Linked DNA regions of Bicyclus anynana: region 2 is linked to region 1. The links are chromatin contacts, called in public Hi-C maps. All regions are on one chromosome and are shown on one strand. Each heading gives the region's core, a stretch centred on a gene start, on an enhancer-like site or on the middle of the called end of the contact. The rest is flanking DNA. Distances are from core to core; before and after follow the strand shown.

What was found. A called contact is a pair of places that touch in the nucleus more often than the background predicts.
Region 2: a contact with region 1 is called in a Hi-C map of whole larva, with 1.9 times the contacts expected there. The contact joins the enhancer-like site here to the promoter of LOC112054562 in region 1. A contact is called at or near these places in 2 of 2 Hi-C or Micro-C datasets (whole body and whole larva).

Annotation. Positions count from the first base shown.
Region 1 is chr13:9,169,661-9,172,771 of ilBicAnyn1.1, forward strand. LOC112054562 (monocarboxylate transporter 13) reads left to right here and starts at 1,732. Exons shown (of 15, transcript XM_052884908.1): 1 at 1,732-1,900. The coding sequence starts at 1,814.
Region 2 is chr13:9,213,231-9,216,605 of ilBicAnyn1.1, forward strand. LOC112054562 (monocarboxylate transporter 13) reads left to right here. Exons shown (of 15, transcript XM_052884908.1): 6 at 347-505; 7 at 1,192-1,343; 8 at 2,888-2,957. Among protein-coding and RNA genes, the nearest start is that of LOC112054562, 44 kb to the left of the region's middle. Within about 2 kb of position 1,266, at least 5 of the 8 cell types and tissues checked have open chromatin away from gene starts, as enhancers often do.

The DNA.
Region 1 (3,111 bases), core at 482-2,981:
TTGTGTGATTGTCTTAGGCTCCTTAATGGGACCAAAGAGGGGATTAGGCGACACAAAAGCCTGTGGTTGTTCCCCATCGCAGAAGAAGATAAGAAAATGCAACGACTGTCTTAGGGAGTTACAGGTAAGACACGGATCTCGGCTCGCTCGGGAGGGGTACTGGCCTGAGTGTATCAATCCTGACGCCCCAGAGTCCGTGGATGACGCCTAGGATGCGTTTAACGTGAAGAGAAATAGATATGTTATTGACCAATAGTGGCAGAGTTGAAATATCGCTTTCTCTTACTTTCCAACGCAATGAAAAAGTGAGATAGAGCGGCATTTTCTGTTCCGCCGGTATTGGTCGACAAGTGGCTTTCGCTCGCTGCACGTATCGAGATATCGTGCATCTTAGGCCCATTGGGTTGTCGGTGGTTATATCACACATGAAGAGAAAATATAGAAGCGGGGAGAGCACGGCGCCCTGAGGGACTCCCGCTCGGATCGGTCTGGAAAATCAAATAAACGTGCTTGACATTTGTCTTTACAGTGCAATTGTATTAGGTGACTTTTAATATATTATGTAAGTATTCTGTGGTGATAGAAATAATATTACTGTGTACCTAAACATGAAATGACCTAAATTAATGACATGACATATTGTCGACCAATAGCGCCGGATCGGATATATCGTTTCTTTTGTTGTTTGTCTGTCTCTTTTGTTGCGATGGTACGAATGATAGAGTTATATTTCCGGTTCGGCCACGATTGGTCGATTATAGTGTCTACAATTTATAGGATTACAGGTACAGGTTCAAATATATCTTCTATTTATTTGTCGGTTTGACTTTGGTTCTGGTTTTAATAATAAAGTAGGTATACCAATCTGATTCTTAGGAAATATGGCATAAACAATCTAGAAGTTTATCGATCAAATAGATACGTACAACTGCATTATTCGAGGCAGATGTTTAAAATTACATCCATATTTAGCATCCATCAACTAGAATGTATGTCACCTGAATAACTTTGTATTCAATAGCTAGGTATGTACTACATAAAGATTAAGTAATACATAAAGATTAAGAGAAAACTTTCACCTCTTTTTCAATGATTTTGAAAGAGGAGGTTTTCTATTCGTCGAAATTTTTCATTGGTTTTTTCCCCACCTAGGCCGATTTACAAAATTCTATTTTTGCTTGAAATATATAGTATAAACCCCAGGTCAATCAATGTATGAAGTTATGAGGTAACAAACATAAAAAAATAAAAAGAGCATAGGCGTCGAATTGAGAACTTCATCCTTTTGTTTTAAATCGGTTAGTAATATTATTACTAAGTTTACCTAAAAATAAGTTTTATATAAATATGATGGACGGCGACAGATTGCAGGAAATTTAAAATGATGAAATACAATGTGATCATTAAGCAAATCAGGTTATTGAATAACACAAATTGATTCATTTATTATTTTTCGCGAATATTCCTCTGACCGATACGGACAAAATGACTTTATGTTCATTACACTCCAAAATTCCGTTAGTTGGAGGGGAATGGGTAATATTTGGTCACATTTAAAAATATGGGAAATATTCTTTTTTAAAAAAGAAAATAAACTAGAATATCGTCAAGAAACAGAACCCTACAATGTCTAAAGCAAATTATCAAAAGCTCGATATTTTTTTTATCGATATCCACGGGTTAATCCCTATGCTGTAAACGGGACTTGTGCAAGGCACAACGGCGCGGCATCGGTCGCGCGAAGGACGCGCGGCGTGCGGCCCCGTGCCGCCTGTACGCCTCGCCAACGCAGCAGTTACGGTCCACGATCACCATGGGACAGACTGCTGGAGCCGAATGCACCCCCGATGACGACGATGACGAACCCCGTATTCATGCCAACCCCACCGAACGGTCATTGGTAAGCTTTTGTTACGTCATACATGAGCAAAGCTATTTTTTTTCGAAAGACAGGTGTTACGTACATGTTATTCTATATCGAAACTTGTCTGACTATGGTCTATGACTAATGGTGCATTTATAAATTAAACACAAGCTAATTTAAGCCCATTGTTTATTAGAACATTTAATTCCAGAATTAAAAACCTTGAAAGCCTTACAATATACGTATCTTACGGCATCTTACATACGTATACATGACACCCCAAAATATGTATAATATATTACTAAAACGCCTGCAGAAACATTGTCGCAATTTAAATTTACTAAGAATTAAGTATTATAAAATTAAAGCCTTTATGGTGCCGCATTACTCGTATGTTTAATTTCGTTGAATATTTTTCTCATTTTTTATTAGGTTATAATAAAATGCAAAGTAAAATATTCTAATAATTCTAAGTACATACATAAGTTTATTGTTTGTAAGTAAAATAATTTTTTATCTAATGAAGGAAAGATTATAGTACAAATACTTAAACATTTTACTTAATAACGTCTGAAATTCATTTCGAAAACAAAAAAGTAGAAATGTAAATTGAAAATTCAAATAATTTTGGAGTTATTTTGGAGTGAATTGTCTTTAACAACAGGGTAGCTTCGCCGTTGAGATTTTTTTATTCTAAATCTAAATACAATTTTCGCGCGCTTGACTCATTCATACGCACTTGGCGCGAGTATCTTTGTCGCTTTGACAGTTCTCTGTCGGAGTTCGGAGTCGTTACCGGTATTGTTACTGTGTGTTGCGTTTATGCGTCTATATCTGCGTGTGAAACGAAACGTATCCCAGCACTCAGCAGTCGTACTCGTAAGCACATCTGTCAACCTTGCTGCTAAACATTGAACTGAATATTATTTTTAAAATTGTTGGGCATAATCCAGTCAATTCTGTGCTATTAAACGTAAGAAATAGGGCATTTTTATACGGTCTAACTAATTCGTTTGAAGGTTGTCGCTATGGGGTGGTGTTAATTGATTTATTTGTGCTCTTGCCTGTCAGAATTAAAATTAAAAACATTAGAATACTGAAGTGTTAGATGTTCAGATGTTGGATTGAGTGTTAGAATATTAAACTTAGCGGTCGGGCCGACTGCTGCACTGCAGTATTTTCCGTTGTCGCTGAGAGGAGTATTAGTGGAAGTTTTGAAAAACGAACATGTCTAAAGTGTCCCTGAG
Region 2 (3,375 bases), core at 16-2,515, 43 kb after region 1:
AATGGACGCTTGCGTTTTTGGAGTCTGGAAAAATTTAAAAAGTGCATAGTTTTTAACTTATTTTTATATGAAATCCTTAAATTACATTACTTAATATCTATATATTTCGGACCCTTATTCCATGTAGGTACTATACGAAATAAATATTTTTTATATTAAATTTGATGAGTCAAAAAAAATTAAAGAAATATTTTTCAGTAAATAATAAAAGTATGTATCATATTTGTGACGTATTTTTAAGTAGTCAGTACACACTCGAAACCAGCCATAATTCTTGACGCCCAGTAAATCAAACACTTTTGTATTTAGCATTGAGATTTATTGGAAAAATTGCATAATATTGCAGGCGCCACTAAACATAGACCCGGGGGTCCACTCGTCGCTGAACTTGGAAGCTCTGGCGCGGGTGCCCACCATACCAAACATGCCGGGCGTGCCCACCGTGCCTACTTTACCCACCATCACCGAGGCGAGGGTACCGGATGACAATGAGCTCAAAAAAAAGGTAGGCAATTTGTTGTTGTTACTTTTGTTTGTTGATAAACATTTCACATCGATTTTGGCTTTAGTTCGTTATTACAAATGCTCATATACTAAAAGAACATTTCAATTATTTTATAATCGTATATACCTACTACAAGCAGACATCTGCTACTTCATGTGTATCAGAAGAATATCAGAAACCTTCATCCCATTCCCTTAATCCTTCATCAACATTTTAAAATCATTACATTTGCACAACCCCAACAGTGTAAAGCCGGATTTATATTTGTCTGACGTGTCGTGTCGCGACGCATCAGAACAGAATCGGTATCATACATTTTATATGGCAACGTTTACACCTATGTGTTGTGACATGTCGTGATGGTTTCTGATGTGCCTCATACAAAATGTATGATAAAGAAAAACCCATGACTGATGCACCTCACTTCCCCTCGTCGTCCGCATATCATGGGAGTGTCATCAACGAACTTCATCATTGTCAGCCGATGGACGTCCACTGCTGGACATAGGCCTCTTGCATGGACTTCCAAACAAAACGGTCTCGAGCCGCCAGCATCCAGCGGCTCCCTGCAACCCGCTTGATGTCTTCGGTCCACCTAGTGGGGGGTCGACCAACACTGCGCTTTCCGGTGCGGGGTGCATCAACGAACTTGCCGGACTATAATCTCCGATATATCTTTGCTTCAGAGTGAAAACGGCGCCGCAGTGAACGCGGCGAACGCTCAACACATGTCGCGCAACGTGTCTTCGCCGGCCTTCAGCGCGCACGCGCCCGGCCTACCCAAGAACGGCTCCGTGCCCTTCTTCGACGCGCAGCGCAAGCACAGCGTCGCCGAGAGGTCAGCCGCCAACGAAGGGTATTTAGACCACCTTTGTATTACAGGGTTGCTTGGTGCTGGGTTTTGGTGGCGATTTTAGTTCAAGAATAACAGAGAAGAAATACTTGGGTATTTTTAAAAAAAGAGTCGATAGGCTTCTTCTATGCAAGCATGTTACATCTTCGACCGCAGGGTTGCTTGGTGCTGGGTTTTGGTGGCTACTTAAGTTCTATTACGGAGAAGAAATACTTGGATATTTTTTAAAAAAGAGTCGATAGGCATCTTCTACACAAGCATGTTTTATCTTAGACCATAGGGTTGCTTAGTGCTAGGTTTTGGTGACTCCTTTAACTGAAGAATAGTACGAAGAAGAAATACTTAGGTATTTTTAAAACGAGATTGAACAGGCATCTTCTAGCTGGGTTTCGGTGACTCCTTTAATTGAAAAATATTACAGAGAAGAAATACTAGGGTACCTTTCAAACAAGGGTAAATAGGTATCTTGTAGGTTTCTCGACTTTGCTGTCACGTTTAATTCAAGAATATTACGAAGAAATACTTTTATCCAGGGTATATTTTTAAACGAGAGTGAATATGTATCTTCTACGCAAGCATGTCTCATCTTAGACCATAGGGTTGCTTGGTGCTGGACTTTGTGTCTCGTTTGATTGAAGATTATTACGGAGAAGAAATGCTTGGGTATCTTTTAAGAGTGAATAGGCATTATCTATCCTATATATTATTATAACGGGTACGGTAAATAGGGTTAGCAATGCTTTGATGCATGTATCCACGCCTTTGGATGATATGCATTGGATAACGCATGGGATATCCTCCGTAGACGTAAATATATTGAACATACTTCTATGTTTAGTCTACATTACAGTTTGACGCGCAAGTTGGAAATAAAAAATTAAATTGATTATAATAATAATAATAATATATAATTGTTGATTCACTTCTGGGTCGTTCTCTTCACCGTTCGCATGTTGGCACGACGCGTTATAATCTTTAAAATAACAGTGACTATTAACCACGCCACAGCGTATTTTAGCAGCGTGGTGGGTCTAAGCTAACTTACCCTCTACTGGTCCCTCTAAGGTCTGGCCCTGTATGGGCCATTAAAATAGGCTAATAAAAATAATTATTACTCTAATAAAACAAACCTAACAAAGGAAGGAAACATGTGAGTATATAGAGTATATGTCCATTGTGTGGGTAAATGCTTGCTTTTGGGGATTACTTTTACTTGTCGAAATGTGAATCTTGCTTTTGGCTGGGTTTTGGCCTTAGATTATAAAAATATTCCAAATTATACACAAAATTATTGATGTCACACCAAAATCAAAATAATATTGAGAATATAGTTGAACATAAATATTTGTTTCAATTTATAGTATGATTAACTAACGTTGGCTTTATTTGAAAGCCATGAGTTTTTTTCTGTGTAAATCAATAAATTAAATAAAGTGCCTATTATAAATTATTGTTTATTTTGAACTTCATGCTTATAAGTTTATAAATGCTTTTCAAAATGTTGTGATGAAAGTTTTCTCAATTTGCAGATTCAAACCGTCCTTAGCTGCAATTAAAGCGACGTCCAAAACTTCCATAGCCAGCCAACTGCGTACTGATGTAAGTTACCTTTCATTGATTTTATACCAATAAAATCAGCCAGGTGCGTGTTGGTTCTCGCGCGTCGTAGGGTTCCGTAGATGAATTAACACATTAAACCCTTATTTTATACACAAAAATAAGTACTCAAAATGTTTTTATCATTATAGACACAATTGAAATGTATATTACATCGTCATCATCATCATTATCAACCCATATTCGGCTCACTGCTGAGCTCGAGTCTCCTCTCAAGATGAGAGGGGTTAGGCCAATAGTCCACCACGCGGGCCCAATGCGGATTGGTAGACTACACATACGCAGAGAATTAAGAAAATTCTCTGGGGTGCAGGTTTTCACACGATGTTTTCCTTTACAGTTTGAGACACGTGATATTTAATTTCTTAAAATGCACATAACTGAAAAGTTGGATAATGAT